2 separate regions of the Gossypium hirsutum genome follow, and region 1 is linked to region 2. Evidence: chromatin contacts called from public Hi-C data. All regions are on one chromosome and are shown on one strand. The core of a region is the stretch at or near the end of the contact, and the rest is flanking DNA. Distances in the headings are between cores, read along the strand shown. Region 1 holds the start of LOC107946378 (NADH dehydrogenase [ubiquinone] iron-sulfur protein 1, mitochondrial). Region 2 holds the start of LOC107888281 (probable plastidic glucose transporter 1).

Region 1 (5,571 bases), core at 1,740-4,239, 710 kb before region 2:
TGAAACCTATGAACCCTATTTGGATTCTTTAAGGGAAGAGGGGGTGCCAACCCCCCCCCCCAAAAAAAAAAAAAAAAAAAAACCTGCACTGCCCAAACAGACAGGACCTTAATTTTAAAAACTGGCAATTTGTTCAACAGTTCAAGTCACAGAATCATGTGAAATAAAATGCCAGTCATGACCATTTTGACTAGCAAAATTTGCCATTACCATAATGATCAGGAACTAGCCACTAAGGCACACAAATTTGCAACAAGAGAATGCTACCACAAGAACAAGCCTTTCTAAGACATCAGCAGGACTATAGTAACTCTATCCCACATACACCAGTTTTACCTATCAACAATTTATCTTGCTAAAAAATTATTGCGAAATGATAACATAAATGTAATCCAATAAAAGCCACAATAATCACAATAACAATTTGGCACTAACATAACCCATCTTAAGCTATTTGTCACATCTGTGCAAGAACAAATAACGAGGTTGCTTATCTCATAACATTAATAACACAGGCCTTCGAGTAACTGAGATGATAACAAGATCAAAAGAATTTAAGACTGACACAAAAGCAGTCAAAAAGATAATTCATGGCATCAAGCCCAATAAAAAACAAAGACCGTTCATTGCTTGATGGGCGTCAGAAAAAATATTTCTAGAAAAGGGTGCACTAAAAGCATCTTATGGAAGTTTACACTTTACCTCATTTAAACGTGGAAGGATACGCATAACCTCCGGACCTCTGCTGTCAATCCGAATATTGGATCCAACCGCATCAGTTACATCAATGGTCTCGGTTCCTTTCAACTCCCAGTTTCGGGCCTTGAAGGCAAAGGGTTTAGAGGTAAGTGCTCCAACAGGGCAAATATCAATAACATTTCCAGAAAGTTCACTTGTCATAAGCTTTTCAACATAAGTACCGATTTCTTCTCCACTACCACGACCTAACATGCCGAGATCCTGAACACCAGCAACTTCTGTTGCAAATCTGACACACCTGAAGAGACCACAAAAAATTATTAGCCTCAAACTCAGACCTTTGGATTGCATAACAATGTGAAAGCTGGCAATAGATATATCTCAAATAATCAAACCCTCAAAAGGTCACAAGGATTTGGCCCAAAAACTTCTTGTAAAAGATGGAAAAATTGGCTTGATACAAGAAGTAAAAAAAAAAAACACTAACTAGGCAGGAGATTTTACATAAACTTGGTAAATCTATTTACGAATCATAAAGCCCAAACAAAACTTCATTTAGGCTTAATTGGGTGTTTTTTTCCCCCAAAAGCAACAACATCAAGCATTTACAGGTGACATCCCTATCAAGGGAACTTTTGTGATGAAAGCTTTAGAAAGTTGACTAGTTGTGTAAATGTAGAAGATGCATCAGTCTAAGGTAATGAGGTAAACAAAATTTTGCACTGCAAATTGTATAGGCCAACTTGATCACAATCTAACATAAACAATTGTAAATGTAGGACAAGTGATTCAAAAGGTGCTCAGCATATTAATTTGCAATATCAGCAGTATTTGTGACAATCAAGCATCTTTTCTTCAGAATTGGTAATCAACACAATACACATGCTCGGTTCCTATGAGTGACCACAAATGTCTAAAGTTAAAGGTGATCAATGCATATGGTTACTCTGAATAAAGTCTTAAAGCTGATGCAGGCATCTGTCGGAGTTTGGATTTCAGATCTTCTATTTCAGCCAGCTTGAAATCTAAAAATAGAAAGTAAAAGAGGAGGGAATATTTGGGGTTAATTTTTTACCTTGTACACTGAATGCACCGAGTCATGACAGTCTTTACTAAAGGACCAAGATTTTTGTCAACAACAGATCTCTTCATTTCAGTAAAACGACCTCGATCAGATCCAAATGCCATAGACTGATCCTGGAGATCACATTCTCCACCCTGATCACAGATTGGACAATCAAGTGGATGGTTCATCAGCAGAAATTCCATTACTCCTTCACGTGCCTTCTTTGCCAAAGGTGTATCCGTCTTAATCTTCATTCCTATGTTATAGTCCCAAGCATAATTAAACAACACAAACCAAAAAGAAAAGGAGTAAAACCCCCGAAGGTTAAATTGTTTAAAATCCAAGAAGGCAACAGGATGACAAGCTTGAAAGAAAATTATCACAAGAATTATTGTTTACAATCACATAAATACTTAGATATTAAGAAATTTTAAGTACAAATCTAGACACATTTCCATGCATGGTTACTAAAACATGTAAAACAAAAATGAAGATGAAAACAAACATTTATGACTGAATTTATAAAGATCAAATCGATCATAATTCTGTATCTTTATGAAGACTATATGGAACTAGTAGCAAGACATTCAATAACAGAGATTAAAGAGAATAAAATAGTATAGAATAATTTGAGAACCCTAAATCCAAATTACTAGTATCCTGAAACACGTCAAAAATCTGCAAAGAAATTCAAATCCGTTCATCTAATTAAATTCAAACACACTAGTAAAATTGAGAAAACAAAATACAAAATATAATAATTGTTAAATTGAAACGCTAACCAGGGAGAGCAGGCATGGCACAAGAGGCGACGGGCTTGGGGGATTTTTCAACCTCGACGAGGCACATACGGCAGTTCCCAGCGATTGAAAGTCGACTATGATAACAAAACCTCGGAATGTCAACACCAGCAATTTCGCAGGCCTGAAGAACGGTCATGCCCTTGGGGATTTTCACCGGGAAGCCATCGACGGACACCTCGATGGCATCATCCGGGTTCGTGACGTGGATCCGTGCACCGCCAACGGGTTTCTTGGGTGGAGAAGGAGTGGTTTCTGGCTGCGGTGCTGCTGCTGCTGCCGATGAGGCGTCGGGGGATTGGAGCTCGGATTTGGCGACGATGGGTCGGAATCTAGAGTATTGGGAATGGAGGATTCTTGACGATTTTAGGGTTCTTGAAGCTAATAAGCCTAAACCCAGTTTTCTGGCAGCCCGAAGATAGCCTTAGCCTTTCCTTTCTTGGAGCTGTGAAGTGAGAGAAGGGAGTGGCGATTGGCGAGAGATTCGATTGGAACTGTCGGGTTGAATGTGTGTCATCCACAGGCGTGTGATTCCCACAAGAAGTCGGGCTTCAAGTTGACCCGTTTTTGTCTTCATGGACTGGTTTAGGGGCTTACAAAACGCCGTCGTAGCTTCAGTACTCGAATTGGGGAACAAAGGGGCCAAGCTCATTTCGATGTCCTATTTGAAGAAATTTTAGCCTAATCTTTTCAATTCACGTTACCGTAAGCTTTCATATAAAGAAAGTAGGGATGTCGGTGCGGTTTCACGATCCCATCCCACTTCACACCCAATTAGGCTAGGCTGGTACAGGTTTTGCGGGTACTGAAATAGAGATAAAGATAAATATTAGACTCATCGAGAGTCGTGGTTTTGATATTATACTCACCTCATTCCCGTTTGTCTCATCTTCACTTACCTCGAATAATATAATAAGTATATTCAAAAAAAATATTTATAAAAATTTAATTTAATAATTATTTTATTAGTATTTTATTAATTTATTAGTATTTAATTTTTGTACTTGTGTTATATTTAAAAATATTTGTGATATATTTGAGACATTATTTGTATTTAAATATTATAAAAGGACTTTATTTTTAAAATTTTTTAAATTAATATTGAAGTTATTTTTTGTTTATCAATTAAAGGGTCATGATGACTTTTTTTTTAAATAGTGACAGTTGAAATAATATCACATATGTAGTAAGAGTTCAAAGGATAAGTATTTCATACATTTTTTATAAAAATTTTGATTTATATTTATTTAATTGATACTTATAAATATATTATATGAAGTGGGTCACGAGGCGGGTATAGCAGTGATTAGGTGAATTTGAGGACCCACGTGGGTGGTGAGCGAGGATGGTTTTGAGTTTTTTACCCGTAGTGGGTCGCTGAGCAGGGATGGGGATGAAAATTCTTGGTGAGGATGCCCCCACACCTGTGTCGCCCAATTGACATCCCTAAAAGCGAGACTTTATTTTGATAAAAGCAAAAGTAAATATATTTTTAGATAAATTATTGCAAAAATATAATAAGATAAGATGCTAATATTTTTAATTTTAATGTGAAGCCAATAGTTTTAATCAAAATATCTAATACGATATCCCTAACATCATCTTGTTATAAATTTTTTGGTATTTTGGTATATTAAAATTTATAATCAAATACCAAAATTTTTAACCTAACACCGAATTATTTAAAGAGATTTTATTAAAAATTTTGGTACTTGATTAGGAATCTTGGTACCGCATTAAAAGTTTTGAATATCAGATAAAAATTTTGTTATTTCTTCAAATAATTTAGTATAATATCAAATTTTTTATATAAAATATATGAACCAGATTTAATGCATACTAACAAATTTATTTTTTATTTGATGTAACAATTATTTATAATAAACAAAATAAAATATATTTAATCCGTATTTAAATATTATTTAAATATACCCAAATATATAAGACAATAGTACAATATATTATGGTATACCAATATATATATAGAGTAATATATAACAAATTATATTTAATTTTGTATACCAAAATACAAAATTTCTAATTAAATACCAAAATATTTAAGGCGATGCTATTGTTAGGGTCAATATGTACTATTTTTGTTCGTGCATGTTTCCCTTCAAATTTATCATCAAAATTTCCTTGCCTGTGCGACCCAATAGCCTGTACCAAGATTACTAAGGTCATACTAAAATAGCTTAGGGATGTTCTTAGTTGATGCGATACCAAATTTTTTTAATCAATACCAAAATTATTAAGAATGTCTCGTTTGAAATTTTAGTATAGAAAATACTAAATTAGAAATATCGGTTTTGGTGTCTTGTTAGAAATATCGGTAATGCATTAGAAATTCAGTATTTGTTATAAATATGGGCATCGCTACTAGAGATATTGGTATTGCTTAGAGATTTTGGTATCCATTAGAAATTTAAAATTTTTGTTATTGTGTTAGAAATTTTAATATTAACTTATAACCGGTTGATTTAGTTACACCTTTTCCTTAACTTTTATTTTAAATGTACAACAAAATTATCGATGAAATTAGATTTAAAATAACAATGATAGTTAAAATTTTTAAATAAAAGATGCTTTCAGTGACAATTAATATATAAATATTACAAAAATTATAAATCATGAGTAAATTATTATAGGGAAGTGAAAAAGTGAATGATATTATCTTCTTTAACTACTTTTGGAATAGTTTTTGTTCCAATCAAATTGGTAATAACCACAATACTATTGCCATTTTCTTCAAGAATAGCTTATTGGAGGAGAGATGTAAAAACAAATTCATTACTTTATCAACCAATAATAAATACATTTTAATTTTGTCACAATAAGATTTTTTCGATGATAAATCACAATCAACTGACTTGACATTGATAAAGAACTCTAAGAGATCCTTTGCATCAGTAATACTCAAAACTAGTCTCCATATGATCTATCCTCCTCTTCATCTTGAAGTCTTATCTCACATTTAATATAATAGTGCAAACACTTCAAATTTTT
Region 2 (5,471 bases), core at 82-2,581:
AATATTTGAAATAATTTAATATAATTTAATATAAAATATTTAATGTCAAAATATAATTTAAAATAAAAATATTTTAATATAAAAATAATTATATTAAAAATATTATTATTTTTATTAAATTATATTTAATAATAATTATATTAAAATATGATTAAATTATTTTTAATAATAATCCTATTAAAATTTAATAACAATAACAATAATTATCTACTTACAAAAAAATTGATAAGGGTACTCCAATCATTTCAATTTTTTCCCTTATACTATTATAACATCATTCCATTCAACCAAACATAAGAATACTATTACAGTTTTATTCAATTCCATTGAACTAAACATTGAATTATTGATTACAGCTCTATTGTATTACAACTCAATTCTATTACAACGAACCAAACGTAGTGCTGGATAATACATTCCAACCAAATGAACCAAACAAGATAATGTAACATACCATCGACAACCTTATGTCAGCGAACCAAACGTAGTGTTGGATAATACATTCCAATCAAATGAGCCAATCAAAGTAATGTAACATACCATATACAACCTTACGTTTTTTGTAATTCTATTACGAAAATTTATATTATATTCCTTGAACCAAACATTCCCTGAAAGTTCTTTAATATTGATTTCATAGCTAAATTTTTTTTATAAATATCAAAACATATATGAAATTTGATTCAATGTGCATTATCATATATGAACTTTGATTTTATACAATTTTATGCATTAAATTTTAATTTGATTCAATTTTTACAAATTTCTAACAATATTATTGAATTAACACAAATCACATTGATATTATATACAAAAACAATTATATTAATTCAATATGAAAATAAATTTATTTATTTATTTTTTTAAATGTGTAGAATTGAATCCAAATTAAAATTTATTATATATATAAAAACTAAAATTCAAATTTAATATATATAATTGTACCAAAGTATATATTACAAATTACACATTTTAATTGATTTTGAATTTATGGGTTTTAGATGTGAGGTTAACATGATTTCACGGTTTTCTTTCTTCTAATTTTCAATTATTTGGATTTTAGTTATTTAATATGAGATCCCTTCGATTATTTAGAAGTAAAAAGTTCGGACTCATGGCATTTTACGATTAAACCACGTCTTTAACATTTCAAAATTTAATATCCTTGCATAAAAAGTATCCACAAATAAGTAAATTACGTCATGCTAAAGAAAATGTCACTAAAATGCTCTCATCCTTGCCGGTATACTGTTGAACTATGCCCTCGTGTTTCCCGCCAATTTGTTACTCTTTTTTTTTATGACCGTTTTATCCTATTCCTTCCTTGCAGAGCTAACAAATTACGCCACCTGGCTTTATCCCATCATTTCTATCTAATTATTGAAGGAAAAAAATAAACAAAAAACACTTCAATTCCCATTCTCTCTCCTCGATTTCTCACTCGATGTGGGTTGCCACCGTACTCCACCGACCGGTCGTCCCGGTTCCCCTATTCTTCACCTCTCATCTAAGCCCCAAAGTACTCCTTAAACCCAAAACCTTTCGTTTTGGTTTCCCCTTGCCGTCACTAAAGTTGAAAGCTTCGGCGACTAGGAAGCAGTTGCAGACTCAGGAGCCAGGTTTTTACTATCATTTATTTTTCGGCTTATTGGCTTTCGTCAAATTCAATCGACGGACAAGATTCTGTGGAATTTTTATAGTTAATATCTGATTAGGGTTTAAATTGCAGATAATGAAGGTTTACGTAATCAAGAAAAAAGCGATGATCAAAGCTTTGATTTGGGATGGCTTCCTACTTTCCCTCACGTTTTGGTTGCTTCAATGTCCAATTTCCTTTTCGGCTATCACATAGGGTAAGTGTTTTTTTAATAAAAACATTGTTCTTTCTTTCTGAAAATTTAATTGTTGTTTTCTTTTCCTTGCTCTTTTTGCTATGCAATGAAGCATTTGAATATTCTGGAGCTTAATTCAGCTCTTATTGAATTTTTTTTTATGCTTTATTGTTCTTTCTAATTAGTTGCTCGCTCGTTTAGCTGTTGAGAAATTGGAAATTATGTTGCTAACTGATTTATATGCTTACAAGAGTTTTATTTATTTAACTATAAATATTCCATAAAAAAACTATAAATAAGGAAACTAAACACTGAATTATTGTCTTTTAATGTATAAACCTGGTTGTAGAGTGTTAAAATTTCATCGGGAGTGTATGGAAGGAATTCATATACCCGGTCTCTTAATTCTCCCTAAAGTACCGATGTCCAACACTTGTGTTTGACATAGGTATGGGATATGATCATATATGTGAAGAAATAAAATAGAAACAAAAATATTGAGTATGCCCATATTGGACTCACACACGTATTCAATACTCACCATAACATAGGTGTAACTTGAAAATCAATGATATTTTTAAAGAGTAAAATTGTTTTGTCTAAGAGTCAGTTCACAAAATTGCATTCTTTGTTTTGCAGAGTAATGAATGGTCCAATCGTTTCAATTGCAAGAGAACTTGGTTTCGAAGGAGATCCAATTCTTGAGGGGATTGTGGTAAGCATATTCATTGCTGGAGCTTTCATTGGAAGCCTGAGTTGTGGTTCACTGGTGGACAAACTAGGTTGTCGCCGGACCTTTCAGATTGACACAATACCATTGATACTTGGTGCAATTGTGAGGTGAGAATAACATATAGGCATTGGTAATCCAAGCAATGCATTTTATCTCCTCTATGCCAAGTGAAATGTGGAGTTCATTTAAACAGTACTATAATTATTTTGTACTCTTTTGTTTCTTTTGTGTGTTTCACACCCCATCTGTTATTTCATTCTGTATTTATCTAGGTAGAACTTATAGGACACATATTACAGTAGCTTCTTGTACTTTATGTGTTTGAAAGTGTGTTTAAACATGTAAACCAATTTATATCTTGGCCCTTCAGATGCTTTCTGAGCTTACTCTTATAATGGTAAGAATTGGGTCAAAGTGTACTACTGTGTAAAGTTCATTTTAGTTCCTCTACTAAAAATTACTCCAAATTAGTTCTTATGCATTAAAAATTTGTTCAAATCATGATAATGTTAAAATTTTCCATTAAGTTGTTGATAGTTTGCACAAAATATATCATACCTAACTGCTTTACCCATGATCCGGCCCATGGAAAAAACCCAACCATCCCAAATCTAAGAACTACCGTGTGGCCACCGGCCACAATAGAAGTTTCAACTATTGTGACTCTCCCCTGCCAATCCCTCAGAACCCTAAATCCAAATCTCCAAATTCCCCAACCCCAAGTTAACTTCATCGCAATATATCTAATGAAAAATTTGGGGCATTAATCAGAAAAGCTAGAGGAGAAGAGGAAATATTTCTAATTGAAATCCCCCAATGCCTAATCCCTTGTATAAAAAATCTCATTCTATTTATAGCTTAGAAATATTTAAGTTAGCAATTCACGCTGTAGTTCCACGCAACCCAATTACTCTCGTTCTTTCCAATTCTTCTTTATTCTCAAAAGTACAATTAGTTGAATATTTTCTTGAAGTTTTATTTACATATCTTTATTTATTAGCTCCATTGCTCATCAAATGCAGCTTAAACAATGAACAGTTTGATTACTCTTGTTCTGAAATTGCTTGAGCTAGTTTGCTTGCTTAAAAATGTTTATCTTTTCAAAGATTTTACTTTTTTCAGCCACACCAGATACATGGCATGTTTTGTTTTTGGGATAATTGGGTTTTTTGCGTGGGTCGGGTCGGGTTATGAGCAAGCCAGTTAGATTTGAATATATTTTCTCCAAATCATCAAGTTAACGGTAGATTTTTAATGGTCTGATGATTTGAAACAATTTTTTTAGTTTGTAGGGATTGTTTTGGAGCTTTTTAAATACATTACAGTATGTTTTACAGCCTGTTAACACTTACCATTAATTATTACTGATGTTACTAGGATAAGTACATCAGAATCATTATTTTGTTGCACCATAGATCTCTTGGAAAAGAATCACTACAGATGATTCTTTTTTGTACTTTTTTATTTTACTTTGACCACTAAAGTAACTCAATGCTTCTTACATGCAACACACTCATATGAATAACAGAATAAACTGCTCCAGAGGGCACAAAAGAAAAAGTTGAAATATATGGTTTCTTCGTATTTAATTAAGTTGTTTCGTATTTCTTTGTTTTTTATGTTGCTGCAGTAAGTCTTTCCTTAGAATATAGACTATTGAGTTCTGTTGTCCTTAAACCGTTTTTTTCCTTCCTATCTTGATTGACTCTTCAATTTGTGACAGTGCACAAGCGCATTCCTTAAATGAAATACTGCTGGGAAGACTTCTTGTTGGCCTTGGTATTGGTGTGAACACAGTTCTTGTTCCAATTTATATTTCAGAGGTACTGCTTAATGACAAGAATTCTGGCTTTTAGGTTTTAAGTTTTACTTATATCTCATAACATCTAGAATTTTACTCTTTGTTGAAATGAGGAATAAGTGGATTTTTAACTCTTCTTACTCTTAAAATGCTACTTTTTTTTTTCTTCTTATTGTACCCTGAGCCTTAGGGTGAGCAAAACTGGATTCGACTCAAAAAAATTGAATTTTTTTTTCAAATTTTGAGTTAAACAAATCGAGTTATTCGAGTCAACCCGAATTTTTTTTCCGAATTTCGAGTTCGAATCGAAATGAGTTTTTGAATTCGAATAACTCGAGTAATTCGAATAAATTGAATATCAAACTATAATATTTTACATTTTTACCCCAAACTCTCAAACCTTTTTATTTTTCCCTCAAAACTTTTACTCTTTCCCACTTTCCCCCCAAAACTTTTACTCCCCTCCTATCCCAACCCCCAATCTACCCAAAATCCATTTCCCACCAAAAATTTACTCTCCCATTTACTTTACCTCAAAATTCTCCCATCTATTTACTTTACCTCAAACTTTTACTCCCCAAAACTTTTTATTTTCCCCTAAAACTTTTACTTTTCACCCTTTACCCCCAAATAAAAAATCAAAATTATCCAAAAAAAATCCCTAAACATAAATAGTAATAATTTTATTTATATCTACTATTTATATTATTAAATTAAATTTCACATTTTATATTATTTATATTATTGAATTGTTTAGTCATATTGAAAATTTATATTAAAATTCAATTATTAATGATGCCATATAATATTCATGTTAAAATTTTATATTAGTATCAATTTCACATTTTATCTTTAAAATAACATTTATTAAAAAATCACATTTTTACATTTAATATATTTTTTAATTCCAAAATACATAGTGACAATCGTGACAATGGTTACATTTAAAGATAATTTAAACAACTAAGCAAGTAAATAAGCTAACCCGTATATAAAAGATTAATAAATAAATTATGAGGTGATGAAAGTTAATAAAAAATTTGATTACGGTGGGTGACAATGGTTATAAGGACCCAAAATTATTTTTTAAAATTTAACTCGAACA

What was found. Hi-C and Micro-C count contacts between places; a contact is called where the count stands out from the background.
Region 1: a contact with region 2 is called in a Hi-C map of leaf, with 4 times the contacts expected there. The contact joins the promoter of LOC107946378 here to the promoter of LOC107888281 in region 2. A contact is called at or near these places in 7 of 34 Hi-C or Micro-C datasets (callus, hypocotyl, leaf and 2 more).

Annotation. Positions count from the first base shown.
Region 1 is chrA07:57,633,377-57,638,947 of Gossypium_hirsutum_v2.1, reverse strand. It overlaps LOC107946378 (NADH dehydrogenase [ubiquinone] iron-sulfur protein 1, mitochondrial), which reads right to left and starts at 2,989. Exons shown (of 5, transcript XM_016880676.2): 1 at 2,548-2,989; 2 at 1,775-2,021; 3 at 703-997. The coding sequence starts at 2,989.
Region 2 is chrA07:56,920,660-56,926,130 of Gossypium_hirsutum_v2.1, reverse strand. It overlaps LOC107888281 (probable plastidic glucose transporter 1), which reads left to right and starts at 1,331. Exons shown (of 12, transcript XM_016812340.2): 1 at 1,331-1,619; 2 at 1,730-1,853; 3 at 2,472-2,672; 4 at 4,289-4,388. The coding sequence starts at 1,445.